Regions from separate parts of the Sus scrofa genome. Here all the other regions are linked to region 2. A link is a contact called in public HiChIP or PLAC-seq data. All regions are on one chromosome and are shown on one strand. The core of a region is the stretch at or near the end of the contact, and the rest is flanking DNA. Distances in the headings are between cores, read along the strand shown.

Evidence for each region. HiChIP or PLAC-seq counts read pairs in DNA pulled down with a chosen protein or histone mark.
Region 1: a contact with region 2 is called in an H3K27ac HiChIP or PLAC-seq map of skeletal muscle. The contact joins two enhancer-like sites. A contact is called at or near these places in 1 of 47 Hi-C or Micro-C datasets (fetal skeletal muscle) and 1 of 2 datasets of contacts at active chromatin or transcription factors (skeletal muscle).
Region 3: an H3K27ac HiChIP or PLAC-seq map of skeletal muscle shows a contact between it and region 2. The contact joins two enhancer-like sites. A contact is called at or near these places in 2 of 2 datasets of contacts at active chromatin or transcription factors (alveolar macrophages and skeletal muscle).

Annotation. Positions count from the first base shown.
Region 1 is chr2:144,764,369-144,768,432 of Sscrofa11.1, reverse strand. The region is part of intron 22 of ARHGAP26 (rho GTPase-activating protein 26); the gene reads right to left. Among named protein-coding and RNA genes, the nearest start is that of NR3C1, 160 kb to the left of the region's middle. Within about 2 kb of position 1,607, at least 32 of the 83 cell types and tissues checked have an H3K27ac peak or open chromatin away from gene starts, as enhancers often do. A contact at or near this core is called in skeletal muscle, where this site is marked.
Region 2 is chr2:144,495,000-144,498,647 of Sscrofa11.1, reverse strand. All of the region lies in intron 10 of ARHGAP26 (rho GTPase-activating protein 26), which reads right to left. Among named protein-coding and RNA genes, the nearest start is that of ARHGAP26, 200 kb to the right of the region's middle. Within about 2 kb of position 2,262, at least 33 of the 83 cell types and tissues checked have an H3K27ac peak or open chromatin away from gene starts, as enhancers often do. A contact at or near this core is called in skeletal muscle, where this site is marked.
Region 3 is chr2:144,857,331-144,860,925 of Sscrofa11.1, reverse strand. All of the region lies in intron 3 of NR3C1 (nuclear receptor subfamily 3 group C member 1), which reads left to right. Among named protein-coding and RNA genes, the nearest start is that of NR3C1, 71 kb to the left of the region's middle. Within about 2 kb of position 1,900, at least 8 of the 83 cell types and tissues checked have an H3K27ac peak or open chromatin away from gene starts, as enhancers often do. A contact at or near this core is called in skeletal muscle, where this site is marked.

The DNA.
Region 1 (4,064 bases), core at 358-2,857, 270 kb before region 2:
TGACGAGAAACAGAGGCTTGGAGAAGTTAAGTGTCTTGCCCCAAATGACAGTGCACGACAGAGGTGGATCTGAACTCAGGACACCTGACTCCAGGGTCTGTGGCCTTTGGCGCTACCACGTGGGCCCGGCTCAATGCTCTGTACGTCGAAGATGCTCAGAAGTACTTGCTGGGCTGAGTCACACCCATGTCCAACCTTCTGAATGGCACCAGTGTCCCCGGTGCTATGCAAACACATGCAGGAGTCTATGCCAGCCCAGCAGGCATGTGATAAATATAAGCAGGTGCTGACACAGGCCTGCCCCGCCAGCTACGCTCTCTCAGCTCAATCCACATCCACACCATACGCCCCTGCACACATGTGGCTCATGCTCCTCTGGCACCTTCATGCGCTGTGGACCAGGAGCAAGTGTGGGACTAAGACCTCTGATGGCCCGCTGCTCCAAGCGGAAGCAGCCCTGGCTGCAAGAGACACAGACCCCTGTGTAGCTGAAGATGTGGGCTCACTGAACAAACACACGGTGCCAGGTCCCTGCCCACAGGACAGAACAAGCGGATGAGAGTCTGCTCTTGGGGAGGAACCATCTAGACAGAGAGTAAGCCTGAGCGGGGCGCAAGAGACTGGCAGGGGGCGGGGCGGAGGGGGGGCGGGGAGCTCGGAAACCTGAAACCTAAATAATCCAAAGGAGCCGGCCAGGCAGGGGATTACACGAGGGTAAAGGCCCGAGATGGGGAGAAGCTTGTGGTTTCCGAAGAGCGGTCTGCAAGTTTTTCTGAAAAAGCCTCATCATCGCTGTGTCACTGCTCAACTCTGCTACTGTTGTGCCACAGAGAACATGTGAGCAGAGAGACACGGGTGGCTGGGTTCCAGGGAGGCTTTGTTTACAAAAACAGGCTGCGGGCTGGATTCCACTGGCAGGTCAGGGTTTGCTGACTCTGAGAACATAAAGAAGCTCCCGGAGGCTGCCGTGACTCGAGCTAGGGTGAGAGGGGCCAGAGGGCAGGCGCAGGACCAAGAGCTCCGCGCCCATGATGCTAAGAGCAACAGGAGGCTACTCGAGCACCAGAAGCAGGAGAATAACACGCGACTTCCATTTTTCGAAGATCAGCCTGGCTGCTGTGCAGAGCGTGGGTTACGGGAGGCAGGAATGCAAGTGACGAGACCAGTCCGGCAGCTGGCGGCCACGCCCTGGGGGGAGGTTGAAAGGCTCCACCGAGGAACTCCCCCATCGCCCCACGGCCTGAGAGGTCCTTTATTAGCAAAGGACACCGGGGGCAGCCCAGCCTGTACCCTGGGAATGAAGGATCCCGCCCATGTCAGATCCTGATTAAAAGTATCCCCAGAAGCCGACTGCAGTGAATGCATGTGAATTTTCCAGGTACCACTAATCACACTGCTTCTCGATGACTAATGCTCCTGAGAACACGAGTTCTTGCTCTTTCCAGTTACTGTCTGAGGTGCTCTTGGAGAAATGGATAGTTTCCTAGTAGACGGTCAAGGGCTGACAGCGGAGTTATTTCTGAGTATTGCACAGCCATTCCCCATGGCACAGAGTCCAAACGCCGACGGAGCAGCCTCTCCAGATGCGCAGCGGTCCCCGGAATCCAGAGGCTTGGAGATGAATCATCATGAACCACAGACTTTCCCCTCCAGGTGCCCCTCCCTCTTCCTCCTCCTCTTCTTCTTGATCCTGATAAAGATCTCTCTCTCTCTAACACACACACACACACACACACACACACACACCCTCTCTCTCTCACTAGCTCACTCTTCTGTTACTAGGAAACTCTCTTCTGATTGGTCTGATGATGTAACCTGACAGCAACAGAGCATCCAACTCAAACTGCTCTTACTTGGTATCTCCAGCAATAAGTTACCAAGAGAGAGAACAACAACAAAAAAAGATCTCCTGAACAAGGAAATAGTTATTTTCTCCTCTAATGCCCCCTTTCTACGGAAGAGGTGAAGGCCGGGGGAAAGGAGGCTATTAGTAGCATTTTCCAAATATCGGACATCCTAAAACATTACCAACCAACCAGTCTGAACCCCGGCTGACACTCTGTCAGACCCCTTCTTCGACAGCAGCTCAGTCCACACTGAGCGGTGTTGTTCTTGGGGCTGGATTTGGCCTTTGGCTCTTCAGGGAATTGGAAAGGTCACTGGCATTGCTAGTGAAAAAGAAAACTAGTGTCAACGAACCCTGCCCTGACCCCTAGAGACCACAGGAAGGCAGGGGGAGGCCTGAGACTCGCTTGAGCTCTCGCTGTTCTTATAGGCTTTGTGGCAGTTACTGAACTGGGAGGCAGGGGAGTCACAGAACCTGCTGGGAAGGAAAGGACTTGGCAGTGAAAAATCAAGTATCTTCTGTCTTTTTTTTTTTTTGGTTAGTTAAACCAGTTCAAAAAGGAGATGTAAAAACAGAAGAAGGTGGGCATGTCAAAGGTACAACCGCTGTGGAAATCAGTCCCGCGGTTCCTCAAACAGTGAAACAGAGTTACCACGTGACCTAGCAAGCCCATCCCGAGGTGTGCTACCAAGGGAGTGGAAAACAGCCACCCCCCCAAAAAAAAAACTTGTATGTGGATGTTTACAGAGACATTACTAATAACAGCCACAAGTGGAAATAATGGAAAGGTCCCTCAATGGCATAACCAAATGTGGTACATCCATACAATGGAATATTACGCATCAAGAAAAAAGGAGTGAGGTGCTGATGCCTCCAACATGGGTGATGTTGCAAATACTATACAAAGTGAAAGAAGTCAGTCACAAAACCACGGTGTGTATAATTCCATTTCCGTGAAACTGCTGCAGGGAACAGGGGTGGTGAAGCTATTGCGGAACTGGTGCTGATGGGTGCACTAAGACCTAGTAAACTGTATATTTGAAATGGGTAAGCTGTATGGTATGAAATAAATAAAGCTGCTTAAAACAATGGAAGAAGGCTGCACGCAGGTAGAGGAGGTCCAAACAAGACACACAGCCATACACAGAGCTTTTGAGAGCTTAGGCCACCCCTGCCCCTGGGATCAGGGGTCGTCTGCGCTATCAGAGCGAACAGCTAATGGGAACACGCAGTCCCTTGTCCATGGGAGTGGTGAATTCTGGTTTAAAGGACAGACCTTTAAACTCAGATTCCCCGAACATGTCGGAATCTCTCAAATTTTGCTCATTTGTTGGCAGAAGCACCTGCCCTGCCAGTTCAGGGCATGCAGCCCACGCACACAGCCCACTGTGACTTGTCTGCCACAAAAACTATGCCACGTTATATCTGGGTTGTGCCTCCCCTGTGTGGGCCTATTCAGGGGGCACTCACCAAGGGCACAGCTTTAGAGAGCCCTGAGGGGACCCCCTTCACCCGTGGGGGTGCCAGGACCTGAGAGCTGTAGCTGCTGATGGGAGAGGGGGCTGGGCTGGCTGCTTCTACACGTTGATGTGCAAAGGACCCGGAAGAAGGTGAATGGAGCCAAGCTTTCAGGAAGGCACTGAAACTTGGCTTTGGGAACCATATGAGCATGCAGCCCAAGCATGAGATATAGCCGATGACTGGAGCGTGGACCTGCTGTACCGAACAGGGACCTCCACCCAGCGTTCTGAGATCATCTACGTGGGAAAAGACTCTGAAAGAGAATGGGTGTGTGTATAACCGAATCACTTTTTGTACAGCAGAAATGACCACAACATTGTAAATCAACTGTAGTTCAATAATAGTAATAATAACAGTAAAAGCAGGATGCAGGCCCAGAAGGCCACAGGCAGTTGTGGGCTGCCCCCAGCCCTGCTGGCTCAGAAGGCTGAGGGCTACCAAGTGGGACCTGGATTCCCCCGGAGGCTCTGTGACCTGTTCCTCTTTCTACCTGTCCACAGGTCTGATGACACTCTCTGCCACCCTGTGCAGAGGGGCTGGGCACATGGGGGCAGCCCTTTGGATATGATGCAGTCAAGCCCATCTCTCAAGGACCCTTCACAGAGCCAGGACCCAGGGGGTCGAGGGACAGTACCCACAGCCCAGCCAAGTGAGCCAAACCTGGGTTCTATCAGCCAAACAGGAGAAAGTGTCACTG
Region 2 (3,648 bases), core at 1,013-3,512:
CACGTGTCTGCATTCCTGATGCACTCACAGTCCCCCCGGGGAGAGCCTTCCCCGTTCATCAGCGAAGAAGGAACCTGGGATCCTTCCCAGTTTTTCCAGTACTGAGGACCCAGTGTCATGACGGGAAGGCAATATTCACCGACTATTTGGAGACAAACACCTAGGAACCTGCACAACTACGCGTGCTCTGGGGGAGTCAACCACTGGCAGTCCTTGTGCGTGAGAAGCAAACACATGCCATGGCGACCTGGGTGCGATACGGGTGAGAGACTAGCCACGAGAGCGAAACCAGACGTTGCAAAGGTGGCCCCCCAGACACGTGGAAGACGTCCCAAGGGTTTCCTACGGGCCAAGCGCAGAGCTCAGGACGGTGCGTGCACGAGCATTTGCTGCTCACGAGGAGGGGCTCGCATTCCATGTCTTTAAAACCTGAGCCTCAGAAATGACTTGCCTGCCCTGCGCTGCCAGGGAGCGGCAGAGCCTCAATTGCAACCCAGTCCGCCGGACTCTAAAGCAAAGCCCATACCTTCACACCACCCTGGACCGCCCCTCGCACAGGCAGTGTCTGTGCCCTGGGGTCCAGGGTGACCAGGGCCTTAGCGGAGGGACAGAGGAAAGGAGGGAGAGGAAGAAAGCTCGCTCTCTCCAGCCCCGCCCCCAGCACACAAACACACACCCCCCTGAAGAATTTTCCAGGGCGTTCCCGTTGTGGGGCAGTGGAAACGAATCCAACAGCATCCATGAGATGCGGGTCTGATCCCTGGCCTCGCTCAGTAGGTTGGCAACACAGCGTTGCCGTGAGCGGTGGTGTGGGTCGCAGGTGTGACTTGGATCCCACCTTGCAATGGCTGTGGTGCAGGCCGGCGGCAGCAGCTCTGATTTGACCCCTAGCCTGGGAGCTTCCATTTGCTGCAGGTACGACCCTAAAAAGCAAAAAAAAAAAAAAAAAAAAAAAAGAAAGAAAGAAAAAAGAAAGAATTTTCCAGAATCGGGCTTCTAATTATCTAGAAAGGATCAATCCTAATGAATGAATGAATGATAACGTATTATAACTATAGCCACTGATCTGGGAGGAAAGCACGCCAAATAGTTAGGACCAGAGCAATGATAAGAGTCTGGAGAGTAATAATGCCAATCGCATCAGATAATTTCCTCCATTTTTAAAGGAGAATGAAGTTATGAAAGATTGGAAGCCAGACAAGCACATTTTTGGCACATTGAGATGGTCTTGCATGAGACACGCTGACGGAGAGCCTGTTCTGGGCCACAGGCAGCGGGGACACAGGCGTAGCAGGTTTCAACACTGCACCAGAAGAAAGCATTCTTCATTGCTGAGATGAGACCCACTCAGAGGGAATGCAAACACTTGTTATCGCTGAGAACAAACTACGAGAAAAGATTCCAATTCAAGAAATCTTCTAGGTCGTTTCTCAATTTTTTTGTTACTCTTGCATCTCATGATGAACAGACATGCACAATAAGTGGCATTTACGGGCTGAACTGTCTCCTTTCTTCAGACTTATGTAATAGCCACATTGTGGTTTAGATTTAAAAAAAAAAACATTTTATATTTAGACGCTGCCAAATAAACTGGTATATGTAATCAATAAAACTCCAACTTTAACTGTGCAGACTAAAGACTGGAAACAGGCATAAGACAGAGGAAGAACTAATAGAACTAACACAAATAGGATTGTCTTATTTTACACCACAATCCATTAACCCACACATCCCACGCTGACTCAGACCAGATTCCAACAGCAAATACTCTCATTTAACTTTTTTAAAAAGGAAAAAAAAAAAAAAAAAAGAAACTCGGTCATTTAAAAATTGCACCAACTCTAAAGATTCTAAGAACTTCTTAACTCGCTGATTTGACAGAACAGCCAAGAAGCAGTTCAGAACGTCGGGTACCCCCCACCCCCACCGCAGCCACAAAATGAGAGCAGGAAAACACCCTCCGAGGAAGGAAAGAGCCATTTCCTCTCCGAAATGTCAATGGCTCTGAGACCGGCAACTCCAACCAACCAGCAGGAAGGCAACATCAAATATTATTTCAGACCAGGGGTGAGAAGGGGAGGGGAGGGGAAGCTTGAAACCAGGAAAAATGGATTCATCTGCTGCAAAAGATAAAGGCAGACGGCACCCCGAGGGAAAAGCAGGATGGCCTGGTTCTCAGCCCCACTCACTCGCCTGTCCTCGTCACCACCCTTAAATAAGCTGTCCCTGCAGCACAGGGCCTGACACTTGAGTGCCGAGAGCACGGGGAAACGCGCTGCTTAAACACAGGCCAGAAGGACTGAGCACGCCTGCCTCTGCAGGAAAGTGGGTATGAAATGATCCGTTCTACGAGGGTGGGAGGAAGGAATTTAGAGAGAAAGAATGAGTCATTTAGGATACCTTTCCTTTAAGGAGCAATAGCCGCCTGATTTCTTCAACACACACACACACGCATTACACACACGCACTGACAATGTACAAAGACAGCTGCTTTTCAACTGGACCGCCTAACAGTTACGAACACACATACACAACTGCCATCTAGAGGTTGAGCCCTGAACCAAAGTCTGTTACGTAAGAGGAGCGTTTTTGGAAAACACACGCCGACTTACGCTCACACCATCTCACAGACACACAGACAAGGGAGCACACGCCCCACATGTTAAACTGGAAGAGTGTTATTTTAACTTCACACTCGTATGAAGAGACATAAATTGGAAGGAGGGGCTTAAACCTTTTATCGCATACAGGAAATACAGATAAATAACACGTTAGGGGATACGCGGTGTGAAAATGGGTTCTTCCCCTAGCAGCCCCTTTGCACACAGACATTTAAGCACCTGCGCTCGCTCTCAGCTTAGGGACGACTCAGAAAATCAGGACACTCTAGGAGAGAGGTATGCCATCAAAATGCAACAAAGGGCCTCCAGGAAATACCCTCCAAAGCTGAGGTCCACCGTGAGAACAGTGAAGTCTCAGGTTTTAAGGCAGAGAGGACAACTTCAAAGGACAATCTCTTCCGACAGAGAACGCCATCAGGGAGGAATATGATAGCATATTCCATCTTCAAAAGAGTCCTGCAAGGTAGGCATGACTAGCCCCACCTTATAGATGTGGTTAAACTGCCTGCCCAGACGCACACAGCCAGCAATAGGCAGAGTCCAAGTGCAAACTTAAGCTGCTTCCATCTGTCACCTGCATCCTGCAGCCTTTCATAAAACATACTCAAAATAAGGGTGGTGACGCCTTAGAGGGTTGCGGTGGGTTTTTCAGCTCTTCCATCAATCTTTCCAGCCTCCAATATTCTTACCTTACCCAGCTTCCCATTTTCCTAGAGGTTTTTTTTTTTTTGTCCTACCCATACACAAATGCAGACTGTGTGTGTACCTGCCGATGTTTTAGTTTAAATAACAACTAACACGATTAAGCTCCTGTAGTCTCTCACAGAGTAATTCACCCAAGTCCCAAGGGAAAGAGCAAAATAATCTAACTCAAAAATTGCATTACCATAAACAAACAAAATTGAACAACCACATGCACACAGCACTGTAGTAAAAGCTGTATAAAATGATATTTTTCTCCCTCTGGGAGCAAATTACCTAAGACAGATATTCAGAATTGAACAGACTCATATAAAACATACCTAAT
Region 3 (3,595 bases), core at 651-3,150, 360 kb before region 2:
GTATGACGAACTGTGTAAACATTTGGTGGATCTGCGTAGCTGAGTGAACCAGTATTTTCCAAATGACTAAGGCATGATAGTACAGAATCACGTCTGGGTAAAAGATCCATGCAAAGCGCAAGGCAGACCAAAGGGTTTTAATGTTCGCATAGCTACAGAAAGTTCCCCGATAGGGTTTCAGGTTCCACTTTGCAATACTAGCCTTTAAAAACCAAACCGTGAAGTTTTGGTGTAGAATCCAGAAAGAATATCTGTAATTACCTCAACATAAGCTTCTGGAGGACCAGTAGCCCTCCTCTGGCTCACAGAGAAGGTTCTTCAGGGCATTTCTCATTCCCTGGGATCCTCCAGAAAGGAAGGAGGAATTGGAGGAGGGAGGAAACAAAAGTTAATTGCCTGTATGTGCCAGTACTTTATACAACTCAGGTATATGATTTACACAGAAACTCCTGAAACAGGAATAATAAGGCAGCAGCCGCAGAGGTTAAGTCAGCGGGCCACTGTTACACAGTTGTGAAAGTGCCATCGCTGGGATTTGAACCCGGATCTGTCTCCATGCATAGCTGAGTGTCTCTTCCTGGCAATACCGCTCTGAAGCAGCCAAAAACACCTTCTGCCCCTACCTGGATCCAGGTGTATGGGTCCGCTGTCATTCCATTAACACATTTTCTTGTGTGATATGACTTCCACTTAGGATGCCACCTTTGTGCTCTCGCGCTGCCTGGCGTTCAGGTGCCAGGAAGCACGTGCTGAGGGAAGGGCGTCATTGGCCTGCGTGTGTCCCGTGCCGCTTTAGGTGTGTGAGCAGCTCGCGGAAACCATCCGTGACCATCCCCCCTTGATCCTCCTTTCCTCAGCCGCTTTTCCGCAAGAGAGTGAAGCAGGAAAACCCTGCCTTAGACGTGTATTTTTCTCTCTCTCTAATGTAAACTCAGTAGCCTCAGGAGTAATTTGATGTCCAGCACAATTTCCGTTCTGAATGCGAGGCAGCATTCAAGTATTCACCTAGCACAAAGTATTTTGTTCCTTTGACTCTTCACTTAAAAGAGAGCACTCTGGATGTGGTCAGTTCCTGACAGAACCTCTCCACATCTTTAGAATGTTTGACACAGCTGTAAACACACCTTAAGTAATGACCTGGACATTGCAGCTTTTCCATATTCAGAAAGGCTATAACATGCACTCTTCCTCTTGTGTGCTTTTTCTTTCTTTCTGCCATGGGTCTCTTCTTAAAAGATGGTGATTCCATATGGTTTTCCTTGGAGTTCTAACCATTTTGGGTCACGTTTGCAATTAAAATCCATTTTGCATTCATCCATTTCTCCCAGTGAGCACTGTGATAGCTCATATTTGTGTGACAAACACTGATTTTTTTTTTCCACTGATGTCTGTGGTACCCTTGGCAGCTTTCCATGTACTCAGTTCTTATCTGATGTAGCACAGAATGACTGCCTGAGTTCCAGCTTCTTAGTGGAAGTTTGATCAGTCCATTTATTCATTTACTTTAAACTTTCCTTCTTGTTTGTCATCTCTAGCTCACCTGAGTGGCCTGAAGGTGATTTGTATATTCTCTGATTGTCACTGACAATTCGGAAATAGTGTTCTAGGTTTAGACTTGTTACTCCAACTTCCCACTTACTTAATACTTATATGATGCTTTTTCATAGACTCTCTGGTTGTCCCGAAAGAGGACAGAATAGACAGTTACTGAGTGCCCGCCAGAGGCAGGAACTATGCTAGGCTTTCTCTCTGTTGCCTTGTTTTCACAACACACACACTGGTGATGTCCTTCCAGTGTATTTGTGAGGAAACTGAGGCTCAAAGTCGTAGACACCCATCAAGGTCACAAAAGCTTTGAAGTGGTAGAGCTGGCATCTGAACCACAAACAGGCTCCCTGATCAACTTCCAGCAGCTGCGTGACCTCATCTAGAGTTGATGGCATCCTTTTCACAGAGTCGTTGAGAAGACAGATAAGATTCCATTCATGAAAGTGTTTTAAAACTGTAAAGTACTACCAAAACACTGTTTAAACATTTTTAATATGTACGTGTGTACATGTATATAATGTATGTAAATATATATAATTGGTTGAAGAAACAGTAAGAATTAACCTTTCAAATAATCAAATACTACATTTATTTTCCGTAAACTTAGTATACAGACAACTGGTTGGTCCCTAAAAATAGATGTCAGCTGACAGAGGTTGGCTGAGCAGATTTTGGAGCATCTTCAGAACAGAAGCCAAGGAAGTTTTTGCTTCCCTAACACATTGCTCCGTTCACTCCCTCCAAGACCTTCCTACTTGTCTATGAAACCATGGCCCGGAGCAGCTCTGCTCCATTAGTCACACGTTTCCCTTAATCAGGGGTGGCTCGTGCCAGACCTACAGCAGAGCCGTTTCAGGTTATTCTCGTCCCCTGGGGGCTTGCAGTGAGCACTCGGTCCACTCTCCCAGATAGAGCAGGGGGCCAATGCCTGACGACATGGACGCATCCCGAAATTCTCTGTGACACTGTGCAGAAGACAGTCTGAAACCCTGGGGCCTGCTCCCAGAAATGGGGTGGCCGGAGGGCTGTCCTGTTGGCCAAGCCTCTAGATTAGACATAGGGTTGCCTAGGCTCGGGAGGCTTCTTTTGAGGACAGAATTTAGGGGGAGGTTTGGGATTTATTGGCTTATTTAAAGTGACATTTATAAAACAAACTGTCATTAACTTTTGTTTTACTCCTAAAACAGAATGACACGACTATGTTACTTAATAAGTTTAATTTCTAACCATGCTGATAACCCAAACAATTTAAGTTAGTTTTGTGAATTAGTTTAGGCATATTTGTAATTGAGATTAAGTAATGTTATTAGCTTCACTAATTTAAAAAAAAAAAAAGGTTACATCTAGTCAAAGTGAACAAAATGTCATCTGTTTTGAAGGCTAGACAGATGAAGAAAATCCTGGAGACAGGTAATGGTATGTTTATGAACTTTGTTATGTAGGCAGGTAGTGACCAACAGCCCTGACGTTCCCAAATCAACAGACGGCTCCCATGCAAACTTCTGAAGAACACGCAACTAGAGATGAAATGAGCAGTCTCCAGAAACCCTTTCAGAGCCTCTTGTTAGTCACAGAGGTTAGAAAGGTTAGAAACTCTTTTTCAAGTTGCACAATACAGTTTTGGTTCCAAAGTTGGCGTGAAAGTTGAAAATCGCTTGGAAAGACACGACAGGGTAAACCACTGTATCATCTACAGTGAAGGTTGTATAGTTACTTTTTCCTCTAGGATGAAGGGTCACTTTCTCACTGGCTTATAAAAACATCTTTGTAATTAATGCGGCAGAATGTTGAGAACTGGCTGAGTACAAGTAAAGGGTATATCCGCTGCGTGGTCTGAAAATTTCCACATCGACGCATTAGGGAAAGAATATGCCTCTTCAGACCCTAACGCTGCCCTCCCCGTGAGAAGTCTACACAAGGAAAACCAGACCTAGTGGAGAAGCGGATTCCCATTTTCCATCCTCTTCTCCAGGGCACATCTTCACTGAGTGGGGAGGGCAGCATAGTCCTTTACTGTTGAACACCTAGTGCTGGAAAAAGCCTCACT